Linked DNA regions of Sus scrofa: region 1 is linked to region 2. Evidence: chromatin contacts called from public HiChIP or PLAC-seq data. All regions are on one chromosome and are shown on one strand. The core of a region is the stretch at or near the end of the contact, and the rest is flanking DNA. Distances in the headings are between cores, read along the strand shown. Region 1 overlaps GAB2 (GRB2-associated-binding protein 2). Region 2 overlaps GAB2 (GRB2-associated-binding protein 2).

Region 1 (6,861 bases), core at 4,078-6,577, 120 kb before region 2:
TGGTCACTCGGGGTTATTGCAAGTCCACCCTTGTAAACCTTGGCCATTGGTGTTCCCATCATGGCACAGCGGGAAGTGAATCCGACTATAGGAACCACGATGTTGCGAGTTCGTTCCCTGACCTCCCTCAGTGGGTTAAGGATCTGGCATTGCCGTGAGCTGTGGCGTAGGTCACAGACGTGGCTCAGAGCTGCTGTGGCTGTGATTGGACCCCTAGCCTGGGAACCTCCATGTGCTGCGGGTACAGCCCTAAAAGACAAAATAAATACATAAATAAACGAACTTTCACCATTTGCGAATGGACAGCTTTTCCTACTCCTCTGAGTGACCCGGCTCGTGGCTCTGGGGGTGCGAAGTGGGAAGAGACGGATTTGGTTTACTTTGCTCCTCCTCCCTGCCCCTCACCTTGGGGAGTGGGGGGTGGGGGGCCGCGGAGTCCGTCTGGGGTACTTTCCTGCTCTCCTCTAGACTCCAGTGGTCCTGGTGTGTAAGGACGGGCAGGAGGGAGAGGGCAGGGGTAAGTGTCTCTTAAGTGCCTGCTCTTGGCCTTTACTGGTTGGCCGACCAGCACCGTTTGTGGGCGGTCTCCGTGCTTGTGTGTTCTTAAGAGAATAAGCTTTACCACTGCATGGCCTCCAGACCTGGAGAGGCAACTGTATTGGGCTCTTTCCGTCTCTTTTAGGCCAGACTCTCTCACTCTTGGTTCCCCACAGCTGGGGTCCCCTTGCCCAGGGGACAACCTTCTTGTATGGGGATTCTTGCAAAGTCATCAGTTTCCGTGGGACTCCTAGCCATGCCAAACGGTGTGGGAAAAGCACTGCTGTTCCCTTTTCCCTCCATTTCTTCTTCTCTTGTTCAGAATGGTCCAGGATGGATCTGAAAGTCAGCTACCTGAGCAAATATTCACCAGACATTGCAGTTTTTTAAAAATTAAAAAAAAAAAATACTGTCCAAGTTCTTTTTCTGTGGCACCCCAAAACTCTGTAACTGTTTCTCTTAGGGGAGCCCACTGTGGGCATAGGGAGAGTACCACCCCAAATTCCAGCACAACCTGCTGGGTCAGAGGGTCCACCGTCCCCCTCCCCATCTGTTCTTTTGTGGACCGTGGGAGGGGAGGAGCCGTGCAGGGGCACAGAAGATGGTGGAGTTAAAAGGTTTCATACTGTAGCTTCTTAATAAATTCTTAAATAAGCCCACCTTCAGTTATTGATTGTTCTCTTTATGGGGAACTAACCTCGTCTCTACTCTTAGCTGTGGCCTCCATTTGCTAATTCTGGTGCAACTGGAAAAGTCACATAACTACTTTATAAATTGCCGTAGGATGAAATTTGATAATACCAGACCCATCGTAAGCACTCTCTCGATGGTAGTGTTACACTTACTACAGTGCCAGATTTTTTTCACTCTTCTGTTGTTGGACATTTAGGTAGTTTACTGTTTTCCACAATTTTAAATAAAGCTGTGATGATCTTTATAGCAGAGACTTTTATACTTAGGACAAATTCCTCTGAAAGGAATTCCTAATTGAGAGAGTGCAGTTATTTGCACGGCTTTTGTTACATCAAACCAAATTGCCTCTCAGAGAGGACAGAGTTTGGGTCCCTCTGATTCTTCTTTGATAACAAATACCATGCTATTTGAAAATATTTGACAGGTGAAAAAGTAGTTCCTTGTTTTAATTTGGATTCATTTGATTGCTACTGGTTTGAATGCATTTTCATTCATTTTTTTCAACAAGTTGCTAATTCAGATGATAGGTGTTTTTTGATGTAATGGGAACCACTGAGGGACTTGGGGTGTGGGGAAAAAAAGGGAACTTGGAATAATGAGCAGGGAATCTCCAGCCATAGGGAGGGAGAACAATGACCAGACCTGAGCAGATGTTCCTCTTACTCAGAAGTTCCCTTCTGAAATTCCCGTTGTGGCTTGGTGGTTAAGGCATCCGACTAGGAACCATGAGGTTGCAGGTTCAACCCCTGGCCTTGCTCAGTGGGTTAAGGATCCGGCGTTGCTCAGTGGTGTAGGTTGCAGATGAAGCTCGATCCCTCGTTGCTGTGGCTCTGGCGTAGGCCGGCAGCTACAGCTCCGATTAGACCCCTAGCTTGGGAACCTCCATATGCCACCAGAGCGGCCCTACAAAAGACAAAAAAAAGAAAAGTTCCCTTCTGAGACCTTTCGGCTCTGATTCCATAGATTTCCCCTATGTAGGCTTCTTGTTGATTTCAAGGGTCACCTTAAATGTCACCTGCTTTCGCCACTTCCTGGTTTCCTCTGGAAGGACATGTGTTGTCCGCATCATCGCAGCACACCTCTGTGTAGCTCTTAGAGTACGGCTCTGTGACTGCTTTTGGATCTCTCCTCTTCATTGCGGGCGCCTCAAAGGCAGCGGTTTTTCTTCTTTGACCTCTCACATTTGGCACAAAGGCGCTCAGACAGGAGGTAGGATGATGAATGGGAAGCATCCTTTCTCTTTGCTCATAAACAGTTTATCGAGGAAAACAGACGTCTAAACTTTCTGAATATACTGGAGAGTGTCCTGCTACACTAGAGGCTGTGGAAAGCATTGCAAGAGGGTAGAATAGAGGGATTCATTTCCCTTCAAGTAGGGCCGTATCAGGGAAAGCTCCAGAGAAGATCTGACAGTGGGGCCGGGCTTTGCAGGATGAGTAAGAGTTCATCCGGCGGGTGGGAGAAGAGCATTTCAGGTAACGAGAGCAGCCTGGCTAAAGGTCTAGAGATACAGGCACGTGAATGTCGAGGGAAGGTATATGGAATAAGGCTCAGGCGGCCTCCTCTGTTCTCCCCAAGGGCCCATCTTTATTGCTTTTATTCACCCTGGTGCCTTTGCTTTGTCTGGAATATCTCTCCCAGTCGGCCTGGACCGTATCAGTCATTCTGCAAGGTTATTGAATGGTTAATATACATCCTGCTCCAAGGAAAATAGGCAGAAATGGGTGCATGGAAAACTCTAAATGGCATCTTGGGAATGTTAGCCCCGAATGGAAAATCTAAACAAGAGAGGGGTTATCTTTCCCAAATTCTCTTTGGACTGCTGAGATTCCGAATAACTGAGACCGTTTCTATTACAGCAGCTGTAGATAAAAGAGTCTTAACAGTCACAAAAGTATTACAATTTATTTAGTCCCCTCCCTTTGTGATAGGGTAACAGTTTCTCTCAAACCAGGCTTAGACCGTCAAAGAAAATATAGCTTCCTATCTTTTAAAATAACTAACCCGCTTTTCTGTCAGTTCTCGCCTATTGTTCCAATTTCTTTTGCTTCGTGATAAATTTTTGGACATGATAAGGCATGCCCCAAACTTAGTGGCATAAAACAACCATTTTATTTTGCTCACAGATTCCATGGGTCAAAAATTCGGACAGGGCATGGCAGGGACTTGTTTCTGCTCCCACATTTCTGGAGCCTCAGCTGGGCCAACTTGAATGGCGAAGTGTCCCTCAACCGCGAGGAACTGGCATCATGTGAAAGTGTCTTCGCTCTCACAGCGGTCAGCAGGGCCGGAATGACTCCAAGGCTCCACTCGGCTGGGCTGTTGACTGGGAGCTTCTACAAGTGGCCTCTGCTTGCAGCCTGGGCTTCCTCCCGTGCGGCAGCCTCTAATCGTCTTACAGGGCATCTTAGAGCCACTTCCTACCTGGTGGCTCGGGCCTTAGTGGCCAACATGGAAACTTCGTGGCCTTTTTTAATGGCCTCACTTTAGAAGTCATACAGTGTTACTTTTGCCGGACTTTGGAGGTCAGTGGAGTTTCAAGCCCACTCAGATTCAAGGAAAGAGAAACATAGACCCCCACTTTTTGGTAGATGGAAGCTCAGAGAATTTGTGACTTTTTTTTTTTTTTTTGTCCTTTTAAGGCAGCTACCCACGGCATATGGAGGTTCCCAGGCTAGGGGTCAAATCAGAACTGTAGCTGCTGGGAGTTCCCTTCGTGGCGCAGTGGTTAACGAATCCGACTAGGAACCATGAGGTCTTGGGTTCGGTCCCTGGCCTTGCTCAGTGGGTTAAGGACCCGGCGTTGCCGTGCACTTTGGTGTAGGTTGCTCTGATCCCGCGTTGCTGTGGCTCTGGCGTAGGCCAGCGGCTACAGCAACACAGGTCCCCCAACCCACCGAGCTAGGCCAGGGATGGAACCTGTATCCTCATGAATTCATCGGTTTCGTTACTGCTGAGCCATAATGTGAACTCCTGGCCATTTTTTAAAGCCGCTGTAAAACATCTTAACTTTTCAGGATAAACAATCTCCTTTGACTCTTTTCAAAGTTCAACTTGCTAAGTCAGAAAGAGAAAGACAAATACCTATGATTTCACTTATATCTGGTACCTAATATATGGCACAAATGAACCTTTCCACAGAAAAGAAAATCATGGACATGGAGAACGGACTTGTGTTTGCCGAGGGGGGTTGGTGGGATGGATTGGGAATTTGGGTGAGTAGATAAAACTGTTGCCTTTGTAGTGAATAAGCAATGGGATCCTGCTGTATGGCAGTAGGAACTCTATCTAGTCACTTATGATGGAGCATGATAATGTGAGAAAAAGAATGTATACATGTATGTGTGACTGGGTCCCCTTGCTGTACAGTAGGAAATTGACAGAACACTGAAAACCAACTATAATTGAAAAAATAAAAATCATTATAAAAAAAAAGTTCGGCTTCCTAATCAGAGCCCTTTGAGTAAACATTTCATTCTCCAGAGTTCTGCCCACTGGCCATTCTCCACCCCTAAATCTTGTTCAGTCAGGGCAGGGTTGGTTGGTTGGTTTGTATGTTTGCTTTTATATCATTTAGCTCAAAATCCTTAGCAGCCTAGAACCATGTCGCAAATAATTGATGCTTAATGCCTGTTACTGACAGCTTAATAAGAAAGCTTACTTTGTGGGAGTCAGAGCGAAGAGGCCAACTGTGTGGCCATCCCCGTTGATGTCTGTGCTGTGTCTGCTTCACTGTCTTGTCTGGAACATATGCTGGAATTGTCCACTGAGGTGTATCTAGTACTGTCTGTCCTTTGGGAGTCATGTACAGGAACCCACCATGGCAGTTGTGGTCGTCTGTCTCAAAGTCCCTGAGCACAGAGAACTCTCTGCTCCAACGGCACACCTCTGCTGGTCTCCCAGTCTCTTAGCAACAACTAGATGCCCTGCATGCCATGCTCAGGCTTTAGGAAACGAGCAGGGCTGCCCCAGCTCATCTTTCTGACCTTCTCCTGCTGCTGCAGGCAAGGCCTTGCTCGCATACCATGTATTGGCACAGGGCTGAAGATTGAACCTCAGTGACCTGAAGGCCACCCCATGTTATGTATGGAAACTGGAGTCTCAGTATTTCTGAAGCGCCATTGCTCCCTGAGTTCGAGAAGGAATGTGTATGTGAAGGGGACTCTGTCCTTGTTGACCTGTTCTACCCCCTTCCTCCCTCTTAAGGCCAGACGAGGCGGGCTTCTCTTTGACTTCCGCTTCCATGGCTGAGGCTTCTCCTCTATCACATCCTCCTTTCCAAGCCAAGCTTCGCTGCGAAGAAGGAGGCGCTTTATAGATGGAGCACGTGAAAAGAAACTGCTCTGTCAACAGGGGAACACAAATTAGGAAGCATTTCAAAAATAGGTTAACAGTTATTCTCCCTTATATCGATGCCCAAGTAAAATGACCTCAGCTCGTTAGACCAGCTTCCTTCTACCAGACGTATTTTCACAGCTCCGCTACCTCAGGGGCGCTTGGAGAGTCCGTCTCTGGAAGGCGTGAGTGCATTGTCAGCACTCTTTAAGTGCTGCCCTGTCCTTGTTGCTGACTATAAAAAAGTGAATCCTTGAGTGTCAGCTTTCTCTTCAGTCGAATTGAGATTTGGTGCTGGTCTTCTGATTGACAGCTGTCACAAGTTTAGCACGACTGTTAAATGAAAGCTTCGACCATATGCATGGAAACCAGTTTCCCGTCCCATTCTTCCTGAAGGTTCCTAACACTGTTTCCAGAGGACCTGGGGAGCTTTAAAAAATACAGATGCCAACCTGCTATGGTCTAAATAGATCAGAACCTCTGACGGATGGGGCCCAGGGATATGTGTAAAAAGTTAATTCATGTGATTTGTGCACCCCCTGATTAAAAACCTCTGCAAAGAAAAAGGCTGAATATGCAAATACATTGTAGTGTGCTGGGAGCAAGTCCTTTGGTGAGACTGTCTGAGGCTTTTGTTTAAGTTGGACTTGACCGAGTTAGAAGTCTCTTTATTTATAGCTTGCTGTTGTGGGCTCCAAGGTAATAGCCTTGCCAAGCCCTGTTTCTCATCCAAGCCCTTTGTAAGCTGAGGGGACAGATGCGCAATGCCTCCTTGCTTGCATGCACGTCCTGATCAGGGTTTTCTATGAACTGGATTTGTGGTCACTGAGCCTTGAGCCAGCAAGTGCTATATGCTCTTTTGTTATTGCACTTGACGTGCATGGTGCTAAATGTAAACTGTCTGTCTAAAGCTGCCTGATCCTAAATTGATGAATCTGTGTCATGGTGGATACAAAGGGATCTATATTATCCCGAAGAGAACAAAATGGCATTATCTTATCCTTGTAGGAAGTTATTGTGCAATGAATGCTTAAAATGTCTGCCAGGTGCAAGGACCTGTGCCAGGCAGGGTGAGGGATGAGTAGTTTAACAGGAATAATATGAAAGGGATAGTATCAGAAACCCCTGAGGATTTGGGTCAAAGGGGCTTCAACTTTATGTCTCAGGTTTTAATATATATATATATTTTTTTTTTTTAGCTTTATTAAGATATCATTAACATACCATAAAATTTGCCATTTTAGTGTTCAATTCAGTTTTTTTAGTATAGTTCACAAAGTTGTACAACCAGGAGTT
Region 2 (5,936 bases), core at 650-3,149:
AAATAACTTGTGTTTCTCACTTTCAGCTGGAAGAGCTTCTATGGCAGATGGCATCTTTTTTTCATTCTTCTTGCCATCCTCAGCTTCTTCCTTTTGCTGCCACTCTCCAGTTCCTCACACATCCCAGCCAGAAAGGCCTAGGCTAAAACCTGTCTAGGATCCAGACCAGACCAGGAGGGACACTGGGTCTGAATACTGACATAAGGTTAAAGGAAAGCCTCCTGACAGAGGACTCTTTCCAAAAGGCAAACCAGGGATGATGCCCAGAAAGAAAACGCGACTCTGAGAATGAATATCAAGGTTTCATATCATGTGTGTGGAGTCTGCTTGTTGTTCATTTGTTTAGAGTATGTGTGTGTGTACACGTGCACAAGCAACAGTGAGAACCCCATCTTCCTTTGGGGATCAGAATAGCCTTCCTGTCCTCCGGGGCAGGGAGCAGAAAGCTGCCCTGAGCTGTGTTTCCGAGCAGCCGGGTCCAAGTGCTCGCATTTGTGGCCCAGTTGTGGGCAGCTGTCCCTGACCCGCTGTACCACACACGAAAAGGCAGCAGCTCCTAGCACAGAGCTTGCATGAATTATTCATGGGCTCAGGAGCCATCCTCTGTTAGGAAAGCCCTCAGCCCTTTGAGTCCTCTGAGCTGAGGGCTTCTTCTTCCCCGTTGTCACCCTCTCTCCTCTATTCCGTAACTGGTCCAGGGCCTGCGCAGCCGCTCGCTCTCACGTGCATGCTGGAAGGTGTGCTAGCTGGTCTCGAGTCCCAGCCCTGCTGTTTATTTGCTCTGCAATGTTGAATAAGGACCTCTTATCTCTTTGAGGTGTTATCATCCAAAGTGGAGATGGAGCTCCCTCTCTCGCAGAGGGCTTGGGAGGAAGCTGGGCAAGTGTAGAGGCGCACGATGTGAGCAGTGGCTGCTTGTTTCCCAGCTCTCTGTGTCACGTTTGTGGTGAAAACGGTGATCTTTCTATCTGTAGGTCAAGATGAACAGGATATGATTTAAGTATCTTGTGTTTTTAGAGAACTTTTCAGTCTACAAAACACTTATGCAGTCTCCTTTGAGGATAAAGAAACAAAATAAGATAGACAGGGCTGCTAGCATTATTCCTACAGGCAAGCAAGGAAGCTCAGGTCTAAAGGCACTACCCTTGCCAGAAAGCAGTGTTGCCAGGTCAAGAATCCCAGGCTTTTAGCTCCATCGTGGGGCTAAGTGCTCTAACTCCTTCTCATTTATCTGAACCCCTTTTCACAGACCTGTTTACTGTGGCAACTTGTAAATCACAAAATAGCCAGCAAGGAAGAGGAGCGAGAAGTTGATAAGTCACTGAGAACTAAACATTTGGAAAGTCAAGTGCTATCTGTACATTAATATTAATCTCTGAGGGCTAAATTAGCAAGATAACATGATCCGTCTCAGAGCAGCCAACTACTGTGAAGTAGAGCTCGGGGAGTTTAAGTCACCAGAACCCTGTTTGTAATTCTTAAAGATTTTGAAATAAGGCCAGAGCCGCCTCCATATCCTGTCTGTTATTGTAGCTTTTTCCTTCTCAAACTCCCTGGCAGGAATGTCACAGTGGTCGCATGACTAACTCTATGCAAAGACAAGGTCCCTGAGTTCCAACCAACTGTTCTTTATCTGTTCCCCATCTTTTCTGTATGAAAATTTGGGGAGAGACTGCCTTCCCTTAAATATTCTGTAAACATTTGAACTTCTAGTAATTCATGAATTTCCCCGGGAACTCAAGAGCAGAATTATTCCAAGTCCTGGGGTCAAACGATACCCATAGGAGTGCTTTGGGGGAAGTGTTATCGGGGTCTTCAAACAGCTCCTTCCTCTCCAGAGAGAATGATTGGTGCCTTCAAGTTCAGGACCCGTTACTCCAGCTGGACTTCTGAGAGCGGGGAGGGCTGCGGTGGAGCCGGGCGGTCCATTCCAGTGCCTTCGGGTGACCTGGTCCTTCTCCCCTGACTAATGAGTGGAAGAACCAGAGGAGAAGCAGGGTTTGGGGGGAGTGGAGGAGGGTGGGGACGAAAGAGACCTCAGCCTTTCTCTCATTCCTGGGAGGCCTTTTCCTCCTTTCTTCCCTACACTACCCTTTTTTTTTAACTGAGTTCAGATCTCTCGACTCCTCTGGGGGACCCTTGTTGGAAGCTTAGAGCAAATGTGGAGGTGATAACGTGGCTTCTCCCCAGGCCGGCACAGGTCCCCTGAGGAGCCAAGAGCAGAGCGGAGCCTGACCCGGGCCCCAGCCCAGAGGCGGAGGCTGCGGGCTGAATCACCCACCCTTCTTTTCCCACTGAGACAATGAGGAAAATAAACATCCAAACCAGTTTCCAAACAGATCTGAAATCCTCACGCCTTAAAAAAAAAAATAACCCTGAAGTATCAGACCTTCCTCCTCGATCTTTTGTTGGTTTGTTGTTGTTTCTGTCTGCAGCTGGGTCTGGTCACCCTGAGAGTAGGCCTTGAGGTGGGACATGAACTCCATAAAGTCCCCACAGACACTTTGGCTTTATCCTAGAGCAGGCTCAGGCCCTGCAGCAAAGTCCAGACCCTCCGGAGGAGGAAGGGGAGACAGGAGGAAACCTGACCCTCTCCTCTTCATTCTAAGCCTTGATCCTCCTTCCTGCTCTCCCTTGTATACCAGGCACTCCTCCTCACCTCCAAACCCCCCCGCCCCCTGCCGCCAGCCAGCATAGACTCAGTCTAGTGTTACCTGCCAAACCCACAGGCTGTTAGAAATGAGAGTGTTTCATCGAAGCTCCTCAAGACCAGAAGCTTTGGATAGCTCCCAAACAGCCCATAAGATGCTCCCCCTTTTTTGTTTTTTGAGTGCTTCTTATTATCTCTGTGAAGAAAAGTAATAAATCATTGTTGAATTGGTCCCAGACCAGATTCCAAAGCCCAGTGAAACTCTCATTTTTTTGCTAAAGATAGAATTAGGACTTTGAATTTAGTGGTAAGGTCACCTTGAACCTCTGAAGCTGGGTTTCGTTTGTTTGTTTGTTTGTTTCTTTCTTTCTTGTTTTTTGGGGTTTTTTTAGTGCCGCACCTGCAGCATATGGAAGTTCCCAGGCTAGGGGTTGAATTGAATTGAGCTGCCGGCCTATGTCGCAGCCACAGCAACTTGGGATCCAAGCCACATCTGCTACCTATGCCACAGCTCATGGCAACACCAGATCCTTAACCCACTGAGCGAGGCCAGGGATTAAATCCGCATTCTTAGATACTATGTTTCGTTACTGCTGAGCTACAGTGGGAACTCCTGAGGCTGTTGGTTTTGATAAACCACTTCGTTATGTAGAGTTCTACATAGGACTCTGAACTCTGCAGAATCAGTGGGTATGCTCATCTTTATCTAGAATCTGAATTGGGAGTCAAAGTTCTGAGTTTTGGTGTGGTTTTTTTTTTTTTTTTTTTTTTTTTTTTTTTTTTTTTTTTACTGCACCCATGGGGCATGGAAGTTTCCAGGCCAGGGAGTGAATCAGAGCCACAGCTACAGCAATGCCAGATCCTTCAACCCACTGTGCTGGGCCTGGGATTGAACCCGTACCTCTGCAGTGACCTGAGCCACTGCAGTGTGATTCTTAACCTACTGCACCATTGTGGGAACTTCCCAACGTCCTGGTTGGAGATTCCCAGGCTAGGGGTTGAATCAGAGCTGTAGCCACCGGCCTACACCAGAGCCACAGCAACGCGGGATCCGAGCCGCGTCTGCAACCTACACCACAGCTCACGGCAACGCCGGATCGTTAACCCACTGAGCAAGGGCAGGGATCGAACCCGCAACCTCATGGTTCCTAGTCGGATTCGTTAACCACTGCGCCACGACGAGAACTCCCGTCCTGGTTTTTAATTTCAATTTTGTCACGGATTCATTGTGTAAATCTTGGTCTCGACAGTAAACTAGGAGTTTGGGGACTAGTGATTTTCAAACTTTGGATTTTTTTTCATTGCTTGTTAACTAAATCTTAAGCGGAACACAGTGTGTGAAACAGGTGAGTGGGAGCTGCTTTGAACATCGCAGGGGATGGAGTCCAGCAGGGCAAGCTCGAGCTGGACGCAGATGGCCCGGCCCTCCTTCTCACCCAGGGTGGCCTGGGACGGCTGGAGCACAGCGTGGAAACACTGGTCTGCAGCAGATACTTCAAAACAGGCACCCACAGACCAGTGCTGAGCTATGAAAAATTGCCTCAAATCACAACAAAAAAGGAAACACAGGAGGAAGATAGAGTCAGTTTTCATAAAGCCAAATGTAGTCAGATTTTAAAACCTCCCTACATGCAGACATTCTCTTTGCATGGATGTGCACATTTGTTAAAGTGTTCTTGTGTGTGTGTGTGTGTGTGTGTGTGTAGTGACAGTCATAGTAAATAATAGTTTTTCCATATTTGACACAATTAAAAATTGTGAGCCCTGTGTGTCGGTTTTTAAGGTGCACATACAAACAAAGAGGCAGTGTTTTCACTCCTCTGTAAAATGGGAGTGACCTAGAGGTTTTGCTGCTGTCAAGGCCACCTGATTCCTAGCCGCTGCTTCTGTACCCATGGCCAGAGGCCCTTGGACTCTACTTTCAAGTTGACGCCCACCCTGCACCCCAGCATACAGTCAGGGCTCTGGGATCCCCCATCCTTTCTGCTTAGTTCTGACCCTCATCCTGTGCGTGAGCTCGGGTCAGCCCTGGGACTTTGCCGACTCTTCCCATTCTTGAGTCATCCCTGTTAACTTGACTGTCGTCTCACATTCCACCCAGGACTGGACCCTCTTCTGCTTCTCTTTAGTCCCCCTCAGAGACCACAGTCTTACCCAAACCCTTAAGTGGGTGTCTGGAGCCCCACTACCCAGTGGCTGACTTCTGAGCAGCCAGTGGTCTGTCTGCCTGAATTTCTGAAGAAAAATCCATCTCTGCTTTCCCTAAACATGCTTCTTCCTCTTGGATGCTGCTGCCCACATCTCTGGGTGATGCCCACTTGCTGTGTCTGTGTTCACTCATTCAGCACATTGAGTACCTGCTTTTGCCAGGTCTTGTTCTGGGGACCTGTGCCAGAGAAGAGTGAAAGCCGTGGCCCCACGCTTAGTGACCTCATGCACTTTGTCAGATCCTCCAGTTGAGGTTCCTTCTGCCCACACTAGTGACCTGCCTGCCACCTCTGTGTGCAGTTCTAGGACCTGGGGACTTCAGTTTTCATCAAGATTTGCCTGCTTTTAACTGAACCACTCCTGGCTATGTGCCAAGATATAGCTAGCACATAAAAAAAAAAAATTGAGGTTAACCTCAAGTGTGAAAAGAAAAAAGTTTTTTTTTTTTTTTCAATTTCTGAATTTCATTTCAGTATCCAGCCCTTACCTGGCTAGTGACGGAAATGAAAGTTTTAAACAACTGAGGTCGAAACTGATCCATATAGGATTTTCTCAGGTATTTCAGGTTTTTTCCTCTCTCTCTTTTTACATAAATGGAAATCAATATACCAGATATTTATTTTTCTCCCGCTTTATCAAAATGTAATCGACACAACTGTATACATATAAACTGTACATTATGATGATGTGATATGTGCATTCATTGTAAAATGATTCCCACAATCCAGTTAATGTATGCACACCCTCAAAATTCAGCTTTCTCTTGCTTTGTGCAGGGGCTGCTATTCGAGTTCCCAGAAGGTTAGGGACCTGGAAGTAGTTCATTGAGGCTAAAGCACAAAGTGTGGGAATGGGGAGAGATGTGTGAGAGACCTGGGGATGAGAACATGACCCTGTTGTCTGTCCTCACATTTGTATCACTGGTAGCTGCCCAGCAACATTCAAATGAGTGATTTAGTTACAGTGTTTGCTTATAACTTTGTAAATAGTTACAGTCATACAGAAGTACAGTTTCAAAAATTCCACCTTATTTCCAAACATTGTTGCTTTGAGAAATCCACTGTTGAGAAGGGAAAAA

Evidence for each region. HiChIP or PLAC-seq counts read pairs in DNA pulled down with a chosen protein or histone mark.
Region 1: an H3K27ac HiChIP or PLAC-seq map of alveolar macrophages shows a contact between it and region 2. The contact joins two enhancer-like sites. A contact is called at or near these places in 4 of 47 Hi-C or Micro-C datasets (embryonic fibroblasts, epiblast stem cells, heart right ventricle and 1 more) and 2 of 2 datasets of contacts at active chromatin or transcription factors (alveolar macrophages and skeletal muscle).

Annotation. Positions count from the first base shown.
Region 1 is chr9:12,833,372-12,840,232 of Sscrofa11.1, reverse strand. The region is part of intron 1 of GAB2 (GRB2-associated-binding protein 2); the gene reads left to right. Among named protein-coding and RNA genes, the nearest start is that of GAB2, 15 kb to the left of the region's middle. Within about 2 kb of position 5,327, at least 10 of the 83 cell types and tissues checked have an H3K27ac peak or open chromatin away from gene starts, as enhancers often do. A contact at or near this core is called in alveolar macrophages and skeletal muscle, where this site is marked.
Region 2 is chr9:12,707,359-12,713,294 of Sscrofa11.1, reverse strand. The region is part of intron 2 of GAB2 (GRB2-associated-binding protein 2); the gene reads left to right. Among named protein-coding and RNA genes, the nearest start is that of USP35, 120 kb to the right of the region's middle. Within about 2 kb of position 1,899, at least 27 of the 83 cell types and tissues checked have an H3K27ac peak or open chromatin away from gene starts, as enhancers often do. A contact at or near this core is called in alveolar macrophages and skeletal muscle, where this site is marked.